Linked DNA regions of Mus musculus: all the other regions are linked to region 2. Evidence: chromatin contacts called from public ChIA-PET and HiChIP or PLAC-seq data. All regions are on one chromosome and are shown on one strand. The core of a region is the stretch at or near the end of the contact, and the rest is flanking DNA. Distances in the headings are between cores, read along the strand shown.

Region 1 (2,700 bases), core at 63-2,562, 240 kb after region 2:
AAGTTTCAAGCCAGTCTGAGCTACATGGTGGGACCCGTTTCAGAAGAAAGAAGAGAGGGAGGGAGGTGGGAGGGAGGGAGGGAGAGAGAAAGAGAGAGAGAGAGAGAGAGAGAGAGAGAGAGAGAGAGAGATCTGACAAGATAGCTCAGTGGGTAGAGATGCTTGCTACTAAACTGGATTGCCTGAATCTAATCCCTGGAACCTATAAGCTAGAAGTTGTCTTCTGACCTCCACATGTGCCACATACAAACTCACACAAATAAACAGATAATGCAATAAAAATAAATAAATAAATAAATAAATAAGAGAGAAAGGAAATATTCAAATAAGATCCTCTCTCTCTCTCTCTCTCTCTCTCTGTGTGTGGTGTGTGTGTGTGTGTGTGTGTGTGTGTGTGTGTGTGTGTGTTTTAAGGGTCTTTGCCTGTTGAATATCTCGTCCACCCCCTTTCAGTCACATTGAAGCATTCTAACAATCTTGGCCAGGGCTGGATCCTAGTTGAATAGTAGAGCAAGCATATGGAAGAATACACACAGTGTGAGCAGTGCTCTCAGAGTTAAGAAGAAGGTGTTAGTTCCCGTGGAACTGGACTTGCAGACAGTTTTGAGTCACCATGTGGGTTCTAGGAAACAGACCCAGAGTCCTGGGCTGAAGCAGTAAAGAGCACCGACTGCTTCTGAGTTCAAATCCCAGCAACCACATGGTGGCTCACAACCATCCATAATGAGATCTGATGCCTTCTTCTGGAGGGTCTGAAGACAGCTACAGTGTACTTACATGTAATAAGAGAGAAATACATCTTTAAAAAAGAAAAGAGAACAGACCCAGAGTCCTCTGCAAGATGAGCCAGTGCTCTTGGCTGCTGAGCCACCTCTCCATTCTTATTCACCAAACATTTTTTGCATTTATTGTGTACATATTCCAGCACAAATCTGTCCCCTGGATGTGTTTTACATAAACTCTACCATCCAGTTTGATCTTTCCTTCTCCACACATGTGCAGGACAAGAGGGAAGGAGATATCTGTGTTGCAGGTGGTAGTGTAGAAAATGTATCTATCTGAGTTACATCATCTCCATTTATCTCCCTTTCCACACCAATGCCATCCATCTCTAGCAACATAATTTCTATCTATATAGCAAAACATCCACAGTAATAATACATATGTAATGTGTGTATGAGGTTATTTCTCACAGTTCGAAATACTCTGAGCGGTTGATCTAAAATCAACTCATGTTCTGAAAGACTTTGTGCTGTGCTATATGCCTTCATCTCTGCTTTGCCGTCGGTCTTAGCTCTTTGCTCTAACCTAGCAAGGAGAGAGGATGTTAGCCGCTAACCACCATCCACACCCTTGTTTGAGCAGCAGCTGTATCGTGCCCTGTGCCTGTTTGTGAGACAGAAACCTGCACCTGCTCTGGACATTGGCTCACTGTGTAGCATTCTGTGTTCTACCCCATGCGTGGCAGCACGTGTGGTTATGGGGCACGTGTTCTGCTATTCCAGGCCCCATACATTCCAGGCAGTGCCATTCCTGTCTACAGGGAGTATACAGTCTTTGTGGGATAGACAAATAATAAAAAGGCACTAAGAAAAATTGGACAATTTGTACAGCGTTACAATAATTTGAAGGTTTTAGTGGAGTACTGGGGAGGTGGCTCAGTCTTTAAAACACTTGCCTCATGCATGTGTGGACCAGAGTTCAGATCCTCTGACTGTGTATAATGCCTAGTGGGTGTGACTGTTCACCTTCAATGCCAGAATAGTCATGGAGACATGGGATCTGATCTCATTGGAGAGTAATCTGGCTAGCAAGACTAGCTACATCAGTGAGCTCTGGGTTTGATTGAGACTCCCTGTCTCAATGAATAATGTGAATGAATAATCCAAGATGACTCCTGATATTAGCCTCAGACTTCCACATGCATATGCCTCAATCTGTGCCCAAACACATGGATGTGTGTGCAGACACACACACATGTATACACACAAACATACATACATACATACACACATACATACACACACACAATGGGAAAAGAAAAATAATAAATTAAGATTCGTTTTTCCTTTGAGACCATCTCATGCATCCTAGGCTGTCCTTCAACTGACTACATGTCTGCGGGTGACTTTGAACTCATGATCCTCCTGCCTGTTCCTCCCAAGTGCTGGGATTACAGACATGCATCACTATGCCTGCACTAGTCTAAAGATCTTAGCTGGTTTCTTTTCTATTCTAGAATAGGGCAAGAGTACAGTTCATAAAACAGAATCAGTCTTCCTAAGAGCTGAGCTAAGGAGACCAGCTTTCTAGACAGAGAAGGACCAAAGCAATCAGAAACAAAAGCAAGTCTGGACCAGGCTGTTTCAAAGGCTCTACCTTCTAAGGTGGGGACAGAACAATGGAAAATTAGCTGATTGGTAAATATTTGATCATTTCAGTTTTTCAAATGATTAAGTGATGCAAGAATCATCATTACCATGAATGAATAACCCACCAAAAGGATCTGACAGTTACCTCTCATTTCTTTGGCTTCTCTCTCTCTCTCTCTCTCTCTCTCTCTCTCTCTCTCTCTCTCTCTCGGTTTATTTATTTATTTAATGCATATGAGTACACTGTAGTTGTCTTCAGACACACCACAAGAGGGCATCGAATTCTATAACAAGTGGTTGTGAGCCACCATGTGGTTGTTGGGAACTG
Region 2 (2,700 bases), core at 44-2,543:
TTAGAAGGACAAGTTTGAGTGCTGTAGAAACAGTGCTTCTCAAAGGTCAAGGCACATTCTAACCACTCGGGATAGTCATAATTTAAATCTGATTTAGTAGGTCTGGAATGGGACCCCACAAGTGCTATGTGCTGGGAGCTGGTACTGTTGGTGCGACTACTGGTGGTCAGTAATAAGGCTGGGTGTGTAAAGAATGCACCTTCACGCTGGGCGGTGGTGGCGCATGCCTTTAATCCCAGCACTTGGGAGGCAGAGGCAGGCGGATTTCTGAGTTCGAGGCCAGCCTGGTCTACAAAGAGAGTTCCAGGACAGCCAGGTCTACACAGAGAAACCCTGTCTCGAAAAAAACAAAAACAAAACAAAAAAAAGAATGCACCTTCACTACCACTACTAGCTCAAACTTCACATCCTTCAATGGTCAATTACTGCGGTAGCACTCTTCCTACTTGACATAGGAGAAGTCTCGGACAAGTTTTTCGAGATCAGAGAGCCGAGACGTCTAAAAGTAGGACTCAAACTTAGGCGGCTGATACTTGGTTTCTAAAATAACTCAATTGATAGGCAGATCTAAGGATTCAGAGTAGGATCCGAACTGTTTTCGGTAGCATCCTTATGGGTAGGGCCTGAGAGAACTGAGCTTCTAGAATAAACACAAGTCGGGCTTCCCTGCACACAGAGGAGAGCGAGAAAAGGACCTGCCTGGCAGGTGCCTGGACTTTTTGGGGGCTCCGACCCGGTTCACCGCACACAACCTTCCGGTCTAGGGCAAGTCCTCCGGGTGGTCTGCAGGCCGGCGCGGGGGCGGGGCTTGCGCAGGAGAAAGGTTCCGGGCGGCCCGTACCACCGCGCGCAGGGGAGAGAGTGCTTCCTCGGGGCCCGGCGGCGTGGCGCCTCCAGCGCCTGGGGGCGAGGCCGAGGTGCTCCTAACCAGGCCCTACACACCCGGGTCGGACGCCGAGCGGCCAAGGCGCGCTTCTCCTCACATCCCAATCCTAAACTCTTCCCTCGGCCCCTCGGCAGAGTGGAAGGCCCCGGAAATAGGGGCCAGCCTGAGAGCGCAGCTGGCTGTTCCCACCTCCGCTGCGGAGCTTCCCCGGTCGCTGGCCCTTACCAGCTCTTTGGGAGGCTTCTCCTGGGTTTTTCCAAAGAGTCCCATGATGAACTGAACTCCTCTTACCCCTTCCGACTTTCCGTTCCCTGCGCCCAGGCAGGTCACGGGCAGCCGCCTGGGCGGGGCTGGGAGGAAGGGAATCAGACGCCCAGAGAAGGGCGCGGCGGCAGCAGGGCTAGTACGCACGCGCGCGGCGCAGGCGCAGAGTTAAGTTGGGTGGGGTTCTACAGTGTGGATGACACCATTGCTCATAAGGGAGCTTAAGTGAAGTATAGAAGTAACTCTTAAGATATTTATTGCCTACACCCAAAACCTGTCAGCTAGCCCAGAAATATATATCTCAACGCTGTCACGCATATTTACAACCACTTCCCAGATATTTGTGGATGGGTTTCTCTTTGGGTCCGTAGTCACCTCACAGACTGCAAATCTACACACCTACTCGAAAACTTGACATCGCCTTCTTTCCCCTTTGTAGGAAGTCTTAAAAGTTCTAGCAGTGATCTTATGCTGAAGCTGGAGAAGAAGGGATTGATTCAACAGATTATAACATTTGTTTCGCTTGTAAGATTAAGGTTAAACAGACCTGCACGAGTCAGCTGAAACTAACTTTTAAAGAAGAGATAACAAAAGACTTGCATTCTGCACACATTAAAGAAATGGATTCATAGACAAGGAACTGTGCAAGGAAACTTGGGCCCCTGGAAGAACAGGAAGCCACTTCTACAGCCTCATCTTACCTTTAAAAAACAAACACCGGGGAAATCTTTTTTAAAAAAAACCCTATTTTCTTTACTGAAACTTTAATGATAAACATAAATATTCTCTAATGGAACAGAGGCAACCTGGGTCCATTGTCTATTCCCTCTGGGAAGGAACCAGTTAGTATATCTTACAGTTAAGTCTGCATATGTTCTGGCTTTCATATCATAGCTTTCTATAAATTGTAATATGGCCACTGGCTGGGTGGAGAGGAAATCAGACTCCTAATTTTCTTTATTATTTTTAAAATGTTATTGTTGGAGAATTTCATTCATGAATGTGATATGTTGTCCACATCCATTCCTCTGACTCTTCCCTTGGCCTTTACTGATTTTTGTTTCCTAATCTCTTTTAAAACACAAAGGAACTAAACTGGCATACTTATGGCACCTGCCATCCACTTTGCCCATTTTAATTCACACTTTCACCCGGGTGGGCACCAGGTACGAACATGAAGCGTTCTGTGCCTGGCTGTGCTGCGTCTTCAGGTGGATGCTGAATTCCTTCTGAGCTTTGGCCTTCCTTGTGTTTTGTCAATGGTCCATTGGTTTATTCTGAACTGGTTGGATACCCTGTTATTTTGTTCTCATGCAGAGGGAGGGTTTGTTTACTTTTGTTTGTTTTCAGAGTATTTGTTTATTTGCTACCAAGCCAGCCCTTTCCTCCTACCACTCCAACAACTAATTCTCCTTGCTTTTAGCAAACTTGCCTCTTTTAATTTAGAAAGTCTGATCATAAAGACACTATAGATAAGAGGTATTCTCATATCGGGGTACTCGAACACAACAAAGGGAGGGTCAGAAGAATCTCCCCAGCACAAGCAGTAG
Region 3 (2,700 bases), core at 130-2,629, 170 kb after region 2:
TGCCCAGATGTAAATATCACAGGCGAAGTCCAATCCGGTCCCCTTCACTGACAAGATCCGAATGAATGGAATTTAGAAACCCTCTGGGACAGCCCCCAACCCTGCCCCCAGCACGTCTCCCGGTCCAGGTCTCCCTCCAAGATCAGGATTTTCCACCCCAGGCTATCTGCTTATCTCAATCGCTTGAGAGCACCTAACCTGAGCCACGGGGCCGACAATCTTCTGGTCTCTGGGGCTGAGATGTCCCGGTAGGGTGCACAGGTGAGGGAGTTCGCAGCACTGGCTTGGTAGTAGTAGAGTTCACTGCAAAAGCAATAGGGTGCCTGCGGGTCAAGCTGGAATTGTGGATGCACCAGCCCCTTTCCACTTAGCCTTTACCCAAGAAGGAGCCGTTTCCTAGCTTTTAACTAGAGGAAGAAGGAACCCCTGGATACGTGCTGGGCTACTCCGCTGCTCGCACACGCGGAGCCAAGTGTGATTTGGGGCCAATGTGCCTAGATCAGATCCAGCAGCTAAGCGACTGCGGCCCTCCACCAACCCAAAGCTGGAGTCAATACCAAAATTCTATCCTGGAGCCAACAGGGGCAGGATCACACGTGCATCCAGACTCCAGCCCAGATCCAGGGCGTTTAAAAATCACTTCCAATCCCACCCAGCACCTCAGCCTCAACTTTTTGGTCTGTAAAATGGGGACAGTATAGAAATCACCTCCAAGAGGCCCCAAGAGATTTAAGAAGAGGGAATCTGCGTGAAACTTGTTCAGATGTGACCCCTAAAACCCAGGAGACGGGAACCTCCACTTCCAAACCTTTCTGAAGGACTGGCACGACAGAACTGAAGTACATCACCGAGTTGCTGATGACTGAGCAGAAATAGTAGCCTTCGTTTTCCTTGCTGAACTTGTTCAGGGTGAGAACGTACTTATTATTCGTGTCCCTCATGGCAGAAAACAGTTTCGACGAATTCAGCTTCTCGTCCCACGTTATCTTGTTGTGGGATGAAGCCATATAGACAACGAAGGTGGGCTGGGGGAGTTTGGAGCTGGAGTTCTGGAAGAGCCAAGAGCATCCTTGCGAAACGGACCCCAACACTTCACATACCAGGTCCACCTTCTGACCAAGTTCGGCGTCCATTTTCTTTGGAAAGATTCGGAGTTCGGGTGCCTGTGGCTTAGCTTCTCCACTCCCCAGGATAATCGACTCACCCAGCAGCAGCAGGTTCAGCGACAGAAAGCGGGTCAACGGTGAGGCCATGGTGTGCTCTCCACCAGCAAGCAGCTTAGGTCAAGCTAGGGCTCTAGGGGAGGGGCCCAGGAACAGGGCGGAGGAGGTGCGGTGGGGGAGGCGTGTAGGGTCGGGGAAACTGCTCCTTTAGCCAGCTGCAGACAGAGCTGATTTCCTATGTGAGGATATGATGTCACCCAAAGTCCCCACCAAAGAGTGTCAACCACCTTTTAGGGGCCTGGGAACTCAGAGTGAGAATGCACCCTTGCAGAGCAAGTGGGAGGAATTGAAAACTGAGATTTGGGGAAGAGAAAACACTTGGAAGGGACCCTTAGGAATTGTTCTTCTGCAAGAGTGGCTGAAAGAAGAAGGATAAAGATTAAATCTTAATAAAAAAAATATGAGAGTGACAGGACATGAAGGGAGAGGAGTGCCCACTCTCCCTTTTCTTTTTCTTGTAGATAGGTTCTTGGGTTCCCCAAGCTTGCTTCAGACTCACTTCATGGCAAAGGTTGGCCTTGAATTCTAGACCCTCCTGCCCTTCCACTTCTTTTGCTGGCAGTAGTGTCTTTTTGTGTTTTTGCTTCTTGTCTGGAGGTTGAGTGGAAAGAAAATGTACAGAGATTCCAGCAGAGCAGACCAGACACTAACCAGAAGGGACTTGCACCTCCCATCAAGGGGACTTGCAAGGGGGCAGTTCAATGGGAGCCTTGAGTGGCACTCTTAGCTGCTGACAATATCCTTCCCTGGCCTCCCACCCAGGGAGCAAAGCTCACCTCCCAGTCTCATCCCTTCTTAGAACCATGGCAACAGCCTCCACACCAAATGCTCGCCAACTGGATGATCCAGCTACACACTTTGACCCTCATTCTTATCCAGGGGATCTGACAGCATCACCCCATGGCCTGCACAGCTAGAGGAAAACACCTCTCTGACTTGGTTGGGGACTAGCCCTTGGATAGGTGCTGGCTCCACCCAAGCCACCATCCCTGGCTTTGCCATGTGCCCGCCTGCAGCCACTGCCTCATAGACAGACACTTCCCTGGTTACTTATTTCTACGTTTCTAAGGTCTTGCTGCTCTCTGCCTGGCAAATGCTGGGCCCCTGCCATCTGACTTGGGCCTTTGACTTTCTCTGTTGCTTGTATGCATGTGTGTGTCCTGGGTGAATCTTGGGTGCAGGCATTTACTCTTCTCTGTCCCTGGCACACATAGACTTCATTCTTTCTTGCCCACTGCAGTCCTGAAAGCTGCCAGTCTCAGGGATGTGCTTTCTTCTTGCTTGTATGTGGCTTGTACTTAGTGGGGTTTTCCACTTGGAACCCCATACAGGGTGTGCCTCCCACGTTACTGCTTCATTCTAGTTGGAGACAGGTTGCCTGGCAGTCTCTACCCCACATCTGAGTTCTGCCCAGTGGCACGCTGTTTACCATAACCGCCACAGTGCTGGGTATGGCCACCATGTCCAGTTTACACAA
Region 4 (2,700 bases), core at 138-2,637, 230 kb before region 2:
GGAAGTGTCCTCGCCAGGGTAAGCCACTTCCTAGATCTAGCCAAGAAAGAGCTCCCAGTACTAGCACAGGCTCCTTCTGAACTTTCTTACTTTTTTTTTCTAATATTTTACTTTTAAATTGTGTGTATGTGTATCTATGTGTAGGTTTATGCATGTGAGTGCAGTGACTCTGGAGGCCACAAGAGGGCGTCAGATCCCTCTGAAGTTATAGTTACAGGAGATTGTGAGCCACCTAACATGAGTGTTGGGAACCTAATTCTAGTCCTCTGCGAGAGGAGCAAGCACTCTTAACTGCTGAGCCTTCTCTCTAGCACCCTCCCGACCCTGGAAATGAGAAAGGGCTGGTGAGTAAGGAAAAGGTCTATGCTCAAAGACCTTTAGCTTTTACATGCAGGTCAATAGTCTAGAGCCTGCAGGATCTCACACTCTCAGCCACTGTGCATATGCTTGCATTTCCCCATACCAGGACCAGATAGCCAGAGATGCTCCTATCTCTCAGAACCACTTACAATAGCGAACCCAAATCCTTCTCACGGAACCATGCTGACAGCAAGCCTCTGCCTCCAGAACCATCCTGGTACCTCCCCTAGTGGCCTTGTGTGGTGCTGCACTTCCTATTACTAGGGATCTTTGATGTGGACAAACATCTCCCTCCTGCCAGCCATTTTCAGGTCCTCAAGTCTGACCACACCTACTTAAAACAAACCCCAGACATCCTTACTTAAAATAAGATGCGGTGGGTAAAAGGGTCTCTTACGCTAGTCTGAGGGACCAAAAAGTAAGTCTTTCCCAGGCATCCTTCCCAGATGAAAGAAGCTAAAAATGAAAGCAACCCCTAGCGAGTCATTTCAGAGCCCTTCCAAACTCATACAGCTCCCTCTCCTCAGACAGCGGCCCACCTCACCAAAGCCCCTCTGCTTTCTGGCTTTAGCAGGCTCTTCCTGAATATTCACCAGTAACTGGGGTGAGGGTGGGGTTCTTCCCCGGCAAAGTCGGTTCATCTTTCACAGCTACAAAAGACCAGGGCTGAAAGAGGGGAGGCGTGATCGATGCTCCCCACCCCCAGAGTGGGACACAGCGCTCATTAAGAATGGAGGAACTTTTGTTTTGAAGACAAATTATTAGCCAGTCCAAGGGGAAAGCTACTGAATCCAGCAAGTTCACATACCAGCCTAAGAAACACAGACAGTCCCAAGGACAGCCATCAATCACACTAGAGCTCTCCTAGTTATTGTGTAAAAGAAATTTTTAAAAAGTAGGTCATGCATGCGCATAGTTAAGAAATGCTAAAGAATCCGAGAGCATACAGAGCTTCCCTCCCACCCAGGCCCTCTAGACTCTCTTCTTAATCTTTATTGGGCTAGGCCTATTCAATCAGGTGGGTACCTGTGATTCCCTTAACTGCCTGTTGGTGGCATTCTCTGTTCTCTATACCCCCGACACCTTGCTTTCCCTAATCTGCCCAGAATCAACAGTATACATTGGGGACCATCTCATACCAGAACATGGAAAGCTCCCGTCTCTTTCATAGCTTCCTATACATGTGTAAGCATCTCCCGGGGAAAGAGATTGATGACAAGCATCCATCATAAGCCAAGCTTCCAGCAAACCTCCCTGTATGTGCTTCTCTCTGTATGCACACCAGTGAGGCTATGGTCCGGGTACTCAGGAGTGGATGATCTGTATGCACTTTGTAGATAGCAGGAAACCGTCATTTAGATCTGAGTAACCACATTCTCACTGCACAGCCAACTAAGAGCCTCTGTCCCAGGCTACAGCATTAGCATTTAGGAAATACATATGTCTATTTGACCTTCCCAGGGGCCCCTCTGGACTGCCCAGCCTACCTTGATTCCCTGAACCATTTGCTATATAGATCACTTGTTTTTTTTTAGAATCTTTTTAGCATAATCCATCCACCCACACTGATGCAGCTTTTAAAAGCTTCAGCAAGAAGTCTGAAAAGATGTCCCTTGCTCCCCAGAGGACCGGAGTTTGGCTCCCAGCACCATGCTGGGAGACTCACAAATGCTTACACCTCCATCTCTGGAGAATCTGACACTCCTTCTTCACATATGCCTATAACGAGTGCAGACACATTCGTATACTCTCTCACACGCAAATACACTCCTAATACCTTTAAAAAGCAACAATAAAAAGTTTCCTGTTTCTGGACCTTTTGGTTCATTCCTTGGGCCTTCACTAGGCAGACCAACAGAGCATAGTACAGTGAAGATTCAGGTGGCAGTGTTTGGTGTGGCCAGTAGGTCTGCCTTTTGAGCACTGTCCCCAACCTGATACCAAGTAGCTCTAGACTGTATAGGAGGCCACTATTAGGCAGTCATGTCTATCCTGGTGATGGAGCCTGGTTTGTCTCTTTTTCTTTTTTGCCTCTCTCCCTCTCTTCTTTCCTTCCTTCTATCTTCTTTCCTTCCTCCCTCCCTCCCTCCCTCCCTCCCTCCCTCCCTCCCTCCCTCCATCCCTCCCTTGACACAGGCCTCATTACGTAGATTAGACTGGCTTTAAACTCATAGAGCTCTGCCTTCCTCGGCCTTCTGAGGATTGGGATTAAAGGCTGTGGGGTTGGAGACTGCTTTGATGATACCCAGGCATAGGGTGATCAATGGTTTGTAGAAGAGCTCAGATAAGAGGAGGGATAAGAGGAGGATGTACTTCCAGGCTTCAGCCCTTAAGCCCTCG

What was found. ChIA-PET counts read pairs in DNA pulled down with a chosen protein or histone mark. HiChIP or PLAC-seq counts read pairs in DNA pulled down with a chosen protein or histone mark.
Region 1: an RNA polymerase II ChIA-PET map of memory CD8 T cells shows a contact between it and region 2, with 46 read pairs. The contact joins the enhancer-like site here to the promoter of Chmp3 in region 2. A contact is called at or near these places in 3 of 39 promoter capture datasets (cranial neural crest, liver and neural stem cells), 3 of 484 Hi-C or Micro-C datasets (embryonic stem cells and liver), 6 of 115 datasets of contacts at active chromatin or transcription factors (embryonic stem cells, extraembryonic endoderm stem cells and memory CD8 T cells) and 1 of 9 other capture datasets (adipose tissue).
Region 3: an RNA polymerase II ChIA-PET map of effector CD8 T cells shows a contact between it and region 2, with 9 read pairs. The contact joins the promoter of Cd8a here to the promoter of Chmp3 in region 2.
Region 4: an H3K27ac HiChIP or PLAC-seq map of embryonic stem cells shows a contact between it and region 2, with 7 read pairs. The contact joins the enhancer-like site here to the promoter of Chmp3 in region 2. A contact is called at or near these places in 2 of 484 Hi-C or Micro-C datasets (embryonic stem cells and nephron progenitors), 10 of 115 datasets of contacts at active chromatin or transcription factors (the SCID.adh cell line, T-cell acute lymphoblastic leukemia, embryonic limb bud and 3 more) and 1 of 9 other capture datasets (liver).

What each region holds. Positions count from the first base shown.
Region 1 is chr6:71,306,388-71,309,087 of GRCm38.p6, reverse strand. No RefSeq gene overlaps it. Among named protein-coding and RNA genes, the nearest start is that of Gm1070, 14 kb to the right of the region's middle. Within about 2 kb of position 1,312, at least 20 of the 459 cell types and tissues checked have an H3K27ac peak or open chromatin away from gene starts, as enhancers often do. A contact at or near this core is called in memory CD8 T cells, where this site is marked.
Region 2 is chr6:71,542,445-71,545,144 of GRCm38.p6, reverse strand. It overlaps Chmp3 (charged multivesicular body protein 3), which reads right to left and starts at 1,293. Exons shown (of 6, transcript NM_025783.4): 1 at 1,112-1,293. The coding sequence starts at 1,156.
Region 3 is chr6:71,372,106-71,374,805 of GRCm38.p6, reverse strand. Cd8a (CD8 antigen, alpha chain) reads right to left here and starts at 1,379. Exons shown (of 5, transcript NM_001081110.2): 1 at 809-1,379; 2 at 199-303; 3 at 1-47. The coding sequence starts at 1,253.
Region 4 is chr6:71,768,963-71,771,662 of GRCm38.p6, reverse strand. All of the region lies in intron 3 of Reep1 (receptor accessory protein 1), which reads right to left. Among named protein-coding and RNA genes, the nearest start is that of Mrpl35, 53 kb to the left of the region's middle. Within about 2 kb of position 1,387, at least 10 of the 459 cell types and tissues checked have an H3K27ac peak or open chromatin away from gene starts, as enhancers often do. A contact at or near this core is called in the SCID.adh cell line, T-cell acute lymphoblastic leukemia and embryonic stem cells, where this site is marked.